Linked DNA regions of Cricetulus griseus: region 2 is linked to region 1. A link is a contact called in public Hi-C data. All regions are on one chromosome and are shown on one strand. The core of a region is the stretch at or near the end of the contact, and the rest is flanking DNA. Distances in the headings are between cores, read along the strand shown.

Region 1 (5,068 bases), core at 130-2,629:
AGAGCAAAGAAATTGTCCTATCTCCATAGAGCTGTAGCATCCAGAGACATCCCCCACTCCTGCCTTGTATTATAGTCAAAAGCTGAAGAGGTTGGGTGTGGAGAGTTGGCTCTGCAGCTAGGAATGCCTGTTGCTCTTGCACAGGATCTGAGTTCAGTTCCCAGTACCACACTGTGGCTCAACCATCCATAACTCCATTTCCAGGAGATCTGACACTCTCTTTTGACTTCCATGGACACCAGGCATGGAGGTGCAGACAAAACATTTATAAAATAAATCAATAAATCTAAAAAAATTAAAAAGAATTTGAAGAGAAACCTCACATTGTTTATGTGCCCTAAGGAAAAATATTACTGAAATAAGCTAATAAAAGAAGAATATGAAAAAAACCATCAACAGACTAACAAGGGTAAGCTCAAGATGGTTGGCAATCTCACATGATCTGGGAGTGGGAGGGGAGTAGACAAGTGAACACAACATTTATGTCAGTGCTCCAGTTTTGGCTCTGCTCTGCTGGTTATAACAGATTAACTATTTAGTTTCCCCCAAAGCTTGCAGGAGAACATGTACCTGTCTTGTGAAATCTAGGATCAACTGCATCAGCTGTGTGGCTTTTACTGTTTTTTACCCCCACAGAGCTCCCCTACTAAACAGTTCAGGATCCAGGAGTATTAAATCAAGGGCTGGGGATTGTAGAGAGACCGGATAATTGTTAAACATAAACTAGCAGGAAAACTGAATGGTTTTATCATAAATACAGAAAGTACCATTCTGTGTGGTTGGATTTCATTTCCCACGGTAGATATTATTTCCATATTACTAAGTAGAAGAGCAAACAAGTATTAAATAGTATATGGAAATCTTAAAGAAATACAGGAGGGATTTCATCTAGTCGGGTTGTATTGCAGCTCGAGATTTTCCACTTGCTGTGTGATATGCCATGACCTTTGGAGACTCTTTAATTTCATTGCCTCCAGGATGAGAAAGGACCACTCCAGGATCTCAGAAGGTCTAGGAAGGATGCAAGGACATTAAACCAACTAAGAGTCCTTCATACTGACAGAGCTCAGTTCCTTTTCAGCTTGTCACTTAGTGACTGGAAAGAAAGAAACCCCAAAGTTTTTCATTTCCCCCAAGACTTCAAAATCCAAATGTTGAGGAGGTAGATGAAGAACTATTTTATTTTGCAAGAGATAGAATTTGGGTTAATGTTAGAAAAAGAAGAGGAGGGAGAAAAAGTCAGGGTAATCTTGCAGGTAGATTTCTGAAGCCTGCAAAGAAGCTCATGGATAGATGCCAGTACTTGTGCGCCAATTGTGTCTAAAGAGCTTGAGGCAGCCCTAATAATTCCTGGCATAGCTATGGTCAGTGAAGTCCAGTCAGGGCATATGGTGACCTGTGTGAACTAGCCAGATACTTTGGTTGGTTACTATTTTACTGCTTGTCAGCACCTCCACTAGAGGGCAGCAGGTGGAAAGGAGAGGCTGTCAAAAGGGATTAACATTGATATTTGATGACAGGGGCTGTCAAGGTTGAGTGCAAAGGGAGACAACGGGTAAGTTGATTGTGTGGGAAAAGTGAGTCTTTAACCACTGGGTTTCCATTTCTAAGTGAAGCCCTGGGTGACTGAAGGAGCTCAGCATCAGGAAGAGGATGCAAAAGGTTATTGTCAAAGCAGCCCTTTCACTGATGTTTGGACTTATACATACACACACACACACACACACACACACACACACACAGACACAGACAGATAAACAGATAGACAGACAGACAGACAGACAGACAGACACACACACACACACAACACACACACACACACACACACACACACACACAAGCACACACACAGGCATACACAGACACAGACATACAGGCACACATAGGCACACACACACATCACAGACACACAGAGACATATACAGACACAGACATACATGCATACATAGGCACACACATACATTCACATAAACACACACATAGAAACACACACTCTCTCTCTCTCTCTCTCTCTCTCTCTCTCTCACTCACTCACATTCACACCATGAAGACTCCAGAGCATTTCTCTACTTTTTCAGTATCCATACATTTGGAGCTCACGGATTAGTAATTTTCAAAATATTATCCCTTATTCTAAGATCAGCCAAAGTTGGTCCTATACAGGAACTCCAAGGTCTCTTCCAAGTATAAACAGACTAAATTGGTGAACACACTATATATTTAAGAAATCTTCAAACTTGTCTCTTGTAATTTGTTTTTAGAGAAAGAAAGGACAGAGGTAACTAAAGTTGCTCCAGTGGTTTGCAATTTATAGTTCTCAGAGTACTGTGCCAGGCATGGCCTCTCTGAACATTTCAATTCACACCGCAGACCTGTGGGTAGAAAGATTCTTAAGTCCACTGATGGCTCAGGAAAGCAAGTTCCAGCAAGGCTGCCTTACACTGGTGAGACCATGAGTAATGACTTCAGACTTTTTATTGTACTCCATTCCAATGCTCAGTGGTGTCTCAATTCTGTTCTAACCTAGGATTTAGAATTAATCCCATTGTCAAATAACTTAGTGGAACTTGGAGAATGATGGCAACATTCAAGTTATGTGCAAGGTTCATGGGTCAAGAGCCAAATTTTGCCTCACCAGAGAGCACACCGATTTCCTAATGCTGTTGTCTCAATCTGAACAGCACACTTCAACTCTTTATTTTGGCAGTCACTCTGTGGTGAGACAAGCAGATGGTATTTCTTACTTTGCAATGTTTCAAGGTCTTCAGATAGATTCCAGTGAATCTTGCTGTTAAAGGTAATAGGTAGAGGCTGTGATTTTGGCCCTTCCCCTGCCAACAACCACACTGAACCTTGGAGAACCCATCGACTTCTCTGAATATGAACTCCTCATTCATTATAGATGTCATGCGTGTCCCTAAAGCTTCCTACTAGATTTGTTCTTTGTGCCTTTGAGATTCATTCTTATGCTGTTAAACTAATTTCTAACAATGAAACCTCAGGAGATTGACATGAAATATTCAAGATCAGCTTCTGTATACAGATAAAGAAACAATGAACTGATTTCTATAGCCTTCTATACTAGGTGATTTGATTATTTATTATTCTTGCAGCCTGTTGTCTACTTCATCTGTATGTCCACTTCCCACCCTCCCATGTTTCACTCAAGGAAGCTCCTTGACAAAAGGGTTTTATTTTAGAATTTTTGTCCACTGAGTCATTATAATTACATAGAATACTATAGAAGTTAGCAAGTGCTCAACATTATTTGTTGAACATATTAATCCCTGGTATCTTTATGAAAAGTATGGACATTTTCAAGTTAGAGACAATAAAGCCACTTTACCTCACAATAAAGATTAGAGTTTCAGAGTCAGCTGTCGCATAAAGGCTATTAATCCAGGCTTATGCTGCACATGGCATATTTATTTATTCTACTATAAGTACATTGTCCCTTGGCACCTGTCTTGGGACTGCCCACATGCCAAAGTTCATTCAGGCTCAAGCCCCTTATATAAAGTGGCACAGTATTTGCATATAACCAGTGCTTTATATCACTTACAGTACCCAGCATGATGTGACTTCTGCCATTTGAGATTTGAGAAAATAAAATAAGAAAGTAATAGTTATCAGGAAAAAGTCTGTGCACTTAGTACAGGCATAATGGCTCAAGAGTAGAGTACCAGATTAACATGTGCAGATTCAAGGGTTTGATTCCCAACATTGAGAAAAAATGTTTTTGTTTTTGACCTATGATTGGTTGAACCCAAGGATGTACATGTGAGGCTGTGCTGTATAATTTGAAATAGTGGGAAATTTTCATATATAGATGGATATGCCAAAATATCCACTTGGAAGCTGTTAGTTTCACTCGTAGTGCTGCAAACCCAGCATAGCTTGGTTATTTCAAAGGTATATGCCAGTTCAGCATGTGAAATGCTCTCTATATACATGTAACTTTAAGTATGGCAGGTTGATTTTCCTGCTGATAAAAACCAAGTCTTAAGACTGATGAAATTTAATATCACATCAATCAATATTAGTTTCAACAGCTGGCTTTGCAGTTTTCATACCCTACCACAATTCTTTAAATAAACACTCGGGGATGTCAGCCCAGGCTTTAAATCGGGAGGCTGTTGAGGGACAAATGACAGGAAACATTTGTTGGGAGTCCTCAGATGTGATTGCACATTCATGGGGTTTTGTTAACTTGTGTTTTAGGTTGTTGTATTCCTTATAAACAGGCATGAGTGGCAGGCTTTAATGGTGAGTTTCTAAAGCAAATTTGAGTCATAACCATTAGCACAGCACGGCCTAAAGCTAATGATAAGTGAGTGCCTCTGGAGCACAGAATAGTCAAGCTTCCCTGGAGCCTTAGGGGAGAAATCCTGTAGTCATCAATATAAATGAGGTCCCACCCAGCACACCAGTTTTGATGGGGAATTTCCTGGTTATGGACTATTTTATGTATAGCACAATGGAATGAAGTCTGGAAATTCTGGCTTTTATGTGACAGTCAACCTAATTTCCTTGTGACCGAGGCCTATGTATTCCTGGCCATATGAAGAGAATCAAATGCAGAGTTTGTAATCAGGTGTTCACAGTGTTCCCTGTGTTTATTTTTGGGTCAACAAAACCAAAACACACACATTGCTTCTGTTTGAAGAAGATACTCAGAGTGGAGTGTTTCTTTGACCTAGTATGGGTCCCTGATGTCTCTGATACTTATTTTATGGCTAAGGAAAACTGTTTTGTATTGTTTTTTTACTTTTGTCTGATTGCTTCCTATCACTGGAGTAGGCGTTGTGAGAAAGAGGACAATCACAACTGTCTTTGAAAAACTCCAAGGGTGAAGTTTGATCCCACTCTAAGAAAGGCCCTGAAAAATGATAAGACTTCAAGCTGTGTGGAATACTGTCAGTACACACCATAAACACCTTGGGCAAAACTACATGAATTTGTGGTGTTTCATGAAAGGGCATTAGTTGCTAATTACCGTGTCCTTTTGTTCAACTTTAATTGTATGGCCCAGCTGGGTTGCTATTGTCTGCAGCATAAGTAGTTTTTT
Region 2 (5,270 bases), core at 994-3,493, 110 kb after region 1:
ATATATTTCAGTAGCTGTCATCTCAAGAATTAAGGGACACCTTGAGTGATCTATGCAGAAAGCAGCCAGGATCACCAGTTGCTATTATACATCTAATTTCTGTAGGAGGAGGTAGGTACTATCTCAGCCACAGCCCGGGGTATTCAGGAGTAAACACTCCTGAGATCACTTACCCCCTGAACACAAACAGCAGCACCCAGAGGCACATAGATCCACAGTGAATCTGCCCTCATCTCTCAAGTTCTGTAACCATATGTGCACATACCTCCTATATGCTCAAATGCTCTCCCTCTCAGCTTTCCAGAAAGTTCCAGAAACTGCCATTTCCAGCCCTCAGACATTCCAAAGCAGGTGATTTAAGTATTTAAAGACCGGGAAATTTGTTCTTATTCAAGAGCTGCTTTGTCTTCACAGCCCTCTGGCTTCCCGATACCTTTCTGTGTCCCTTCAAGATCTCCTGAAGGTACCAACAGCAGACTGCATCTCTATGGTTTCTTTCTCCTTTTCCACACTCTGGCTCAGGAGGCCAACACACCTCTTAGGGCGCTGCCAGACATGCGTACACACACACACACACACACACACACACACACACACACACACACACACACACACACAGCAGCAGCAGCAGCAGCAGCAGCAGCACATCCCTTCAGCACACACACCAGAGCCAGACTCCGGATCCCTGCAGCCAGTACTGCAAAGGTACTCCCCAGTGCTATATATGTCCTTGTCCAGAAATAGTTTTCCCCATGCATCCACAAGTGGCTAGCCCTGTAGCCCTGTCTTGAACCCAGTACATGTAGCCAGCAGCCCAACCCCCTCCTCCTTCAGACAAGCACTTACCCCATTCACCCGCTCAGGACTCTGTAGTTCTGTCAGAACTTTGAGTCTGGTTGATTTCATAACCACGAGTGTGTCCAGAGCTGGGACAGTTGGGCTTGCCACAATTTCCACCCACCACAGTTCATGGAGACTGGTGGCAGTGACTCTATTGACCCTAGCTCTTCTGCCAGCATGCAGCTGCAGCCTGCACAGACGTGCAAAGGCGGTGCGCTGCAGGGGTCGTGTGCTCACAGCCCACCTTCCCTCCCCCGGGAGTCCCTATGGTCTCTCCACCCTGGGACTTGCTTCAGATAACAGCAGCAGCAGCAGCAGCAGCAGCAGCAGCAGCAGCTTGTAGAGTTCCTGTCCCAGCTTGGCAGGCTGACGATGACAAACATTGGTGAAACTTTTAAGACTAACAAATTTGTCTTAGGAGGAAACCTCTCCTTGCACCTCACACCTCACACCCTGGCTGGAGCAGGCACCAACTTGGGATGGTTCTCCTGCAGCCCCCAATTCCTTGTTGCCCCCATCAACTTTCAGCTTCACACAGCACCAAACACACACACACACACACACACACACACTCTCTCTCTCTCTCTCTCTCTCTCTCTCTCTCTCTCTCTCTCTCTCTCTCTCTCTCTCTCTCTCTCTCTCTCTCTCTCTCTCTCTCTCTCTTCAGGACATGGATCCTGTTACACCAACCCATCAGCAAAAACAACTTTTGAGAAGGGGAATGCAACCCACCTCAAACTCATCAAAAAAAAAAAAAAAAAAAAAGATCTGGGCAAATATATAAGTGATCCCCATTTTCATAAGCAGTTGGCATGCCCAGGTCTATTCCCAGGTCTCCTGGCACAGAGTGGGGGAAAAAAGAGCTGGAGTCCCCGGAGTCCCACTGCAGTACCTCGGAGCTTCGCTTCGGGAGACAGAGCGCGGGTTCGCGTCCGCGTCCGCGTGGGGGCTGCTGGCGCCGAGGCCTCACGCCCGCGTGGCCCCAGCTCAGGGTCCCCGCGGCCGCCACCGGGGCTCAGCAGCAGCCTTCGCTGCCACCACCGCTGTAGCAGCCGCCTCTGCCGGTGCCGCCGCTCCCTAGACCGCCTCCTCTTCCCATGGCTGCGCCCAGCTTGGCAGCTCGTGGGCTGTCAGGCTCGGGGAGGAGGAAGGGGGCGGGGTGAAACGGGAAGGGAGGAGGGGGGAGGGAGAGGAAGGGAGGGGAGGGGTGGGAAAAGGCCGCCGACCTTCAGTTCAGCGAGGGGGCCGTCGCTGCCCGGTTACAGGCTGCCCAAGCGACGGGCAGCGGGAGTTGAGGGCGGCCGGCTCCGGACCCGCTGCCGGGAGGCAGAGCGCCGCCCCCGCTACTCATTCCGCGGGGCTGGGATGAAGCTTTCTGGCAAGGAGTTAGGAGTTGGTGCGTGTCACTCTCAACTGGGCAGCGGGGCTCCTCCTAGAGGAAAATATTGGTAGTTGCGGGAGACTTCCCTCCTCTCCACCCACAGGGTTTCCCCCACCCCCCCAAAGAAGGCAGGACCTAGAAGTCCCCAAGTGCAGGCTGTATATTCAAAGAACACGCGCAGAGAAGCGCAGCTCCTGCAGGTACCAGAAGAAGACACTTTGGCAAGTGTGATGAGTCCATCGTGTTTCGTTATTCAGTTGGCCCCTGTTTTCAAACTCCTTATCACTGGGACAAGTAATAAGGTCCTTCCCTATCTATCTATTGGAGAGGTTAAAAAATGGAGACCTAGTAGGTAACTTACCGAGAATGCACACGTGTTTGCAGAGAGCTATGTAGAGTTCAGAGCACAGACCTGCAGGGACAGCAGGACTAGGGTTCAGGCTGAGCAGTCTGAGGTTTGTCCTTGTTTGTGACCTAGAGTTTTAAATACCCAGTGCTGGGTACTGTTCATCTCTCAGACACAGGCTCTTGCTACCTTATCCCTCTTTGTCGGAAAAATTAACCAAGACGGGAGTGGTCAAAGTACTTCCCAAAGTCAGAGTGGTTCGTAAGTATTTTCATGAAGCACCAAAAGGCCAGTTACCATGCACTTCTCTCGGCATAGAGTACAAAGGTACAAAAGTCCAGCTTGGGGCTGTCTCCGATCTGCAGGAGCGACTGGTCACGTGATCTGTTTACTTTGTACTGACAGCTCCTTGGAACCCCACTTACCTACAACCTTCTCACTGTTTCCCTTTACAGAGGGACTCCCCCTGCCCCTTTTCACATTGCTTTCAGACCCAGAGTCACAGTTAAATGGTTAGGTACGACAAAAGAATAAAATGCCTATTCCACATCAAGAGTGGGGTGAAAACCTAGGAAAACAGAACCGAAGGAATCTTTTCTTAGCATGCTTCCCAGGATCCTTTTCTCGGCTACCTTCTTGTTCTAGAATACAGAAAGGGGGAAAGATTCTGGAAATAATGTGTTTCGTGGCTGTCCTAATCAGGAGTAGGGGTGGGATGCCTTGTGGCCTTGAACCAGCCCTGTTTCACAGGCAGCCTTTCTCTAAGAGTCCCTCAATCCTCCAGTTTCTGTGCTTTGATGGTGGTGCTCACTGACTCTGGGGCTTTTAAAGGGAGAGTTGCCCACATAGAGAAACCTGAGAAGGAAACCATGAGGTCAGGCAAAACTCCTGCTGGGTGGTCTGTGCCTGCCAAGCCTGGCTGGAAGGCCAGTGCTGATGGGAGTGGAGACCAGGCAGGCCTCACATGCTGACTTCTCTCTGTCTGAGGTGACCTTCCATGAATGCGCTTTGGATCCTAGCAACACCAACCTATCTCCTTATGACCTGTCTGTGTTCTCTCCTCTTTCATCTTCCCTTCTCTCCAAATCCAGAGAAAATCTTGATCTAGTCTAGGAGATGCCAAATGGTCTCATGGAAGATTTTCCAAGTTCTGATCTTGCTCCAAGGTGACTTCAGGGTCATGCTTGAACAAAGCATGGTTGTCCTCATGTTGCTCTGGCTTCAGCTGCAGCCTCCATTCTGTGAGACATGAAAGCAGATTACTCTGTGTTTGGTAGAAACATCATCAGGCATTGACAGCATGTGAAAAGGTATACTGGCTCATGTGTGATATTAAAGAAACAGATTGGGGTGTAGCTTGACAGGGTCTAGCATCACCTGGGAGACAAACCGCTGGGAATCTTGTGAGGGACTTTCTGCATTAGGTCTTGATCCAAAGCACAGTCTGAAAACAGTCTAATCCAAAACAAGATTCTTTTTAAAACCAAGTCATGCCATCTCTTTGCCCCATGAGTCCCCATCTGAACTAATACACAAATAAAAATGACACATAAGACTCTGGGCTGTGTGCTTCTGTTCTTTACTTCATCCCCACTAGTCCTCCCTGGACTCAGTTTACTCCTCATCCCCACTAGTCCTCTCTGGACTCAGTTTGCTCCAGGCACACTAGGCTCCTTGCTCTTTCTAAAACATACCTTATAAACTCTTAACTTATGAACTGTTCTTGTTATTTCTTCAGCTATAGAGCCCCTCCTCTGAATGTTTGCATGCTCCCTTCTCTTTGCTCCAATAGTACATTGTCAATTACTGCTATCTTGACTGGCCTATTTTACTTTATTACAGTGTGCATTCTGTCACCCCCTTCCTTATCCCCACCACAGATGGCCTAACCAAAAATATAATTTGCACCTCAAGAGAGTAGAAGTGACTAGAATTCAGAGCAGGCATATTCAAGTTCAGGTAACAAGGTCATTTTGTCTATTATCATCTTGAGGTCTCTTCAATTACACAGCTGTATATTATAAATTTTTGAAAACTGCAGCTAATCAGGGACTAGGATTTTACTTTGGTCATTCTGTTCTGTGAATTACCAATGCCCTTTACCAAACAAAAAGAAAGAAACTAAAACTCCCAAAGCAGCAATTGTAGTTGAAAAGACAAGCGTTGCTTAGAAGCACCTGGGGTCTACGTGGCTCATCTGTGGCCTTGGTAAGCTGCTTATTGATCTCACAGTGACTCAATTGCTTAGGAAATGAGAAGCTTGCTATCTAAGATCATGTCCATTATTATCCTAAGGTCTGTCATTGGTTGATTTCATGTGTCAAATTGGCTTGGCAGTAGAACCCAGATATTTCAATACCCAGCACCCACATGGTTTCTCAAAACCTTCTGGAACTCCAGTCCCAAGCAAACCAGGGCCCTTTTCAGGCCTCTGAATTCTCTGCATGCATGTGTGCTGCAGAGACATACATGCCAGCAAAGCACCCAAACACATAAAAATATAGAATAAATATATCATTTAAAAGTTATCACAGTTTCATAGCATAAGATGTCTCCACCTTATACCTGATTCAGGAAGCACACAAGGCCACTAACCTAGGGAAAGTAGTATGGCATGGCTAATTCTCTGCTTCCTCAATGTAGTCACTGTCTTATCTAAGGGTTTTTGTCAGCCAGATTTAACAGCAGTTCATCTGCCTGTTT

What was found. Hi-C and Micro-C count contacts between places; a contact is called where the count stands out from the background.
Region 2: a contact with region 1 is called in a Hi-C map of liver, with 2.9 times the contacts expected there. The contact joins the promoter of Ghr here to the enhancer-like site in region 1.

The regions. Positions count from the first base shown.
Region 1 is chr2:337,800,337-337,805,404 of CriGri-PICRH-1.0, forward strand. The region is part of intron 2 of Ghr (growth hormone receptor); the gene reads right to left. Among named protein-coding and RNA genes, the nearest start is that of Ghr, 110 kb to the right of the region's middle. Within about 2 kb of position 1,380, at least 2 of the 6 cell types and tissues checked have open chromatin away from gene starts, as enhancers often do.
Region 2 is chr2:337,913,897-337,919,166 of CriGri-PICRH-1.0, forward strand. It overlaps Ghr (growth hormone receptor), which reads right to left and starts at 2,244. Exons shown (of 10, transcript XM_035440588.1): 1 at 2,067-2,244.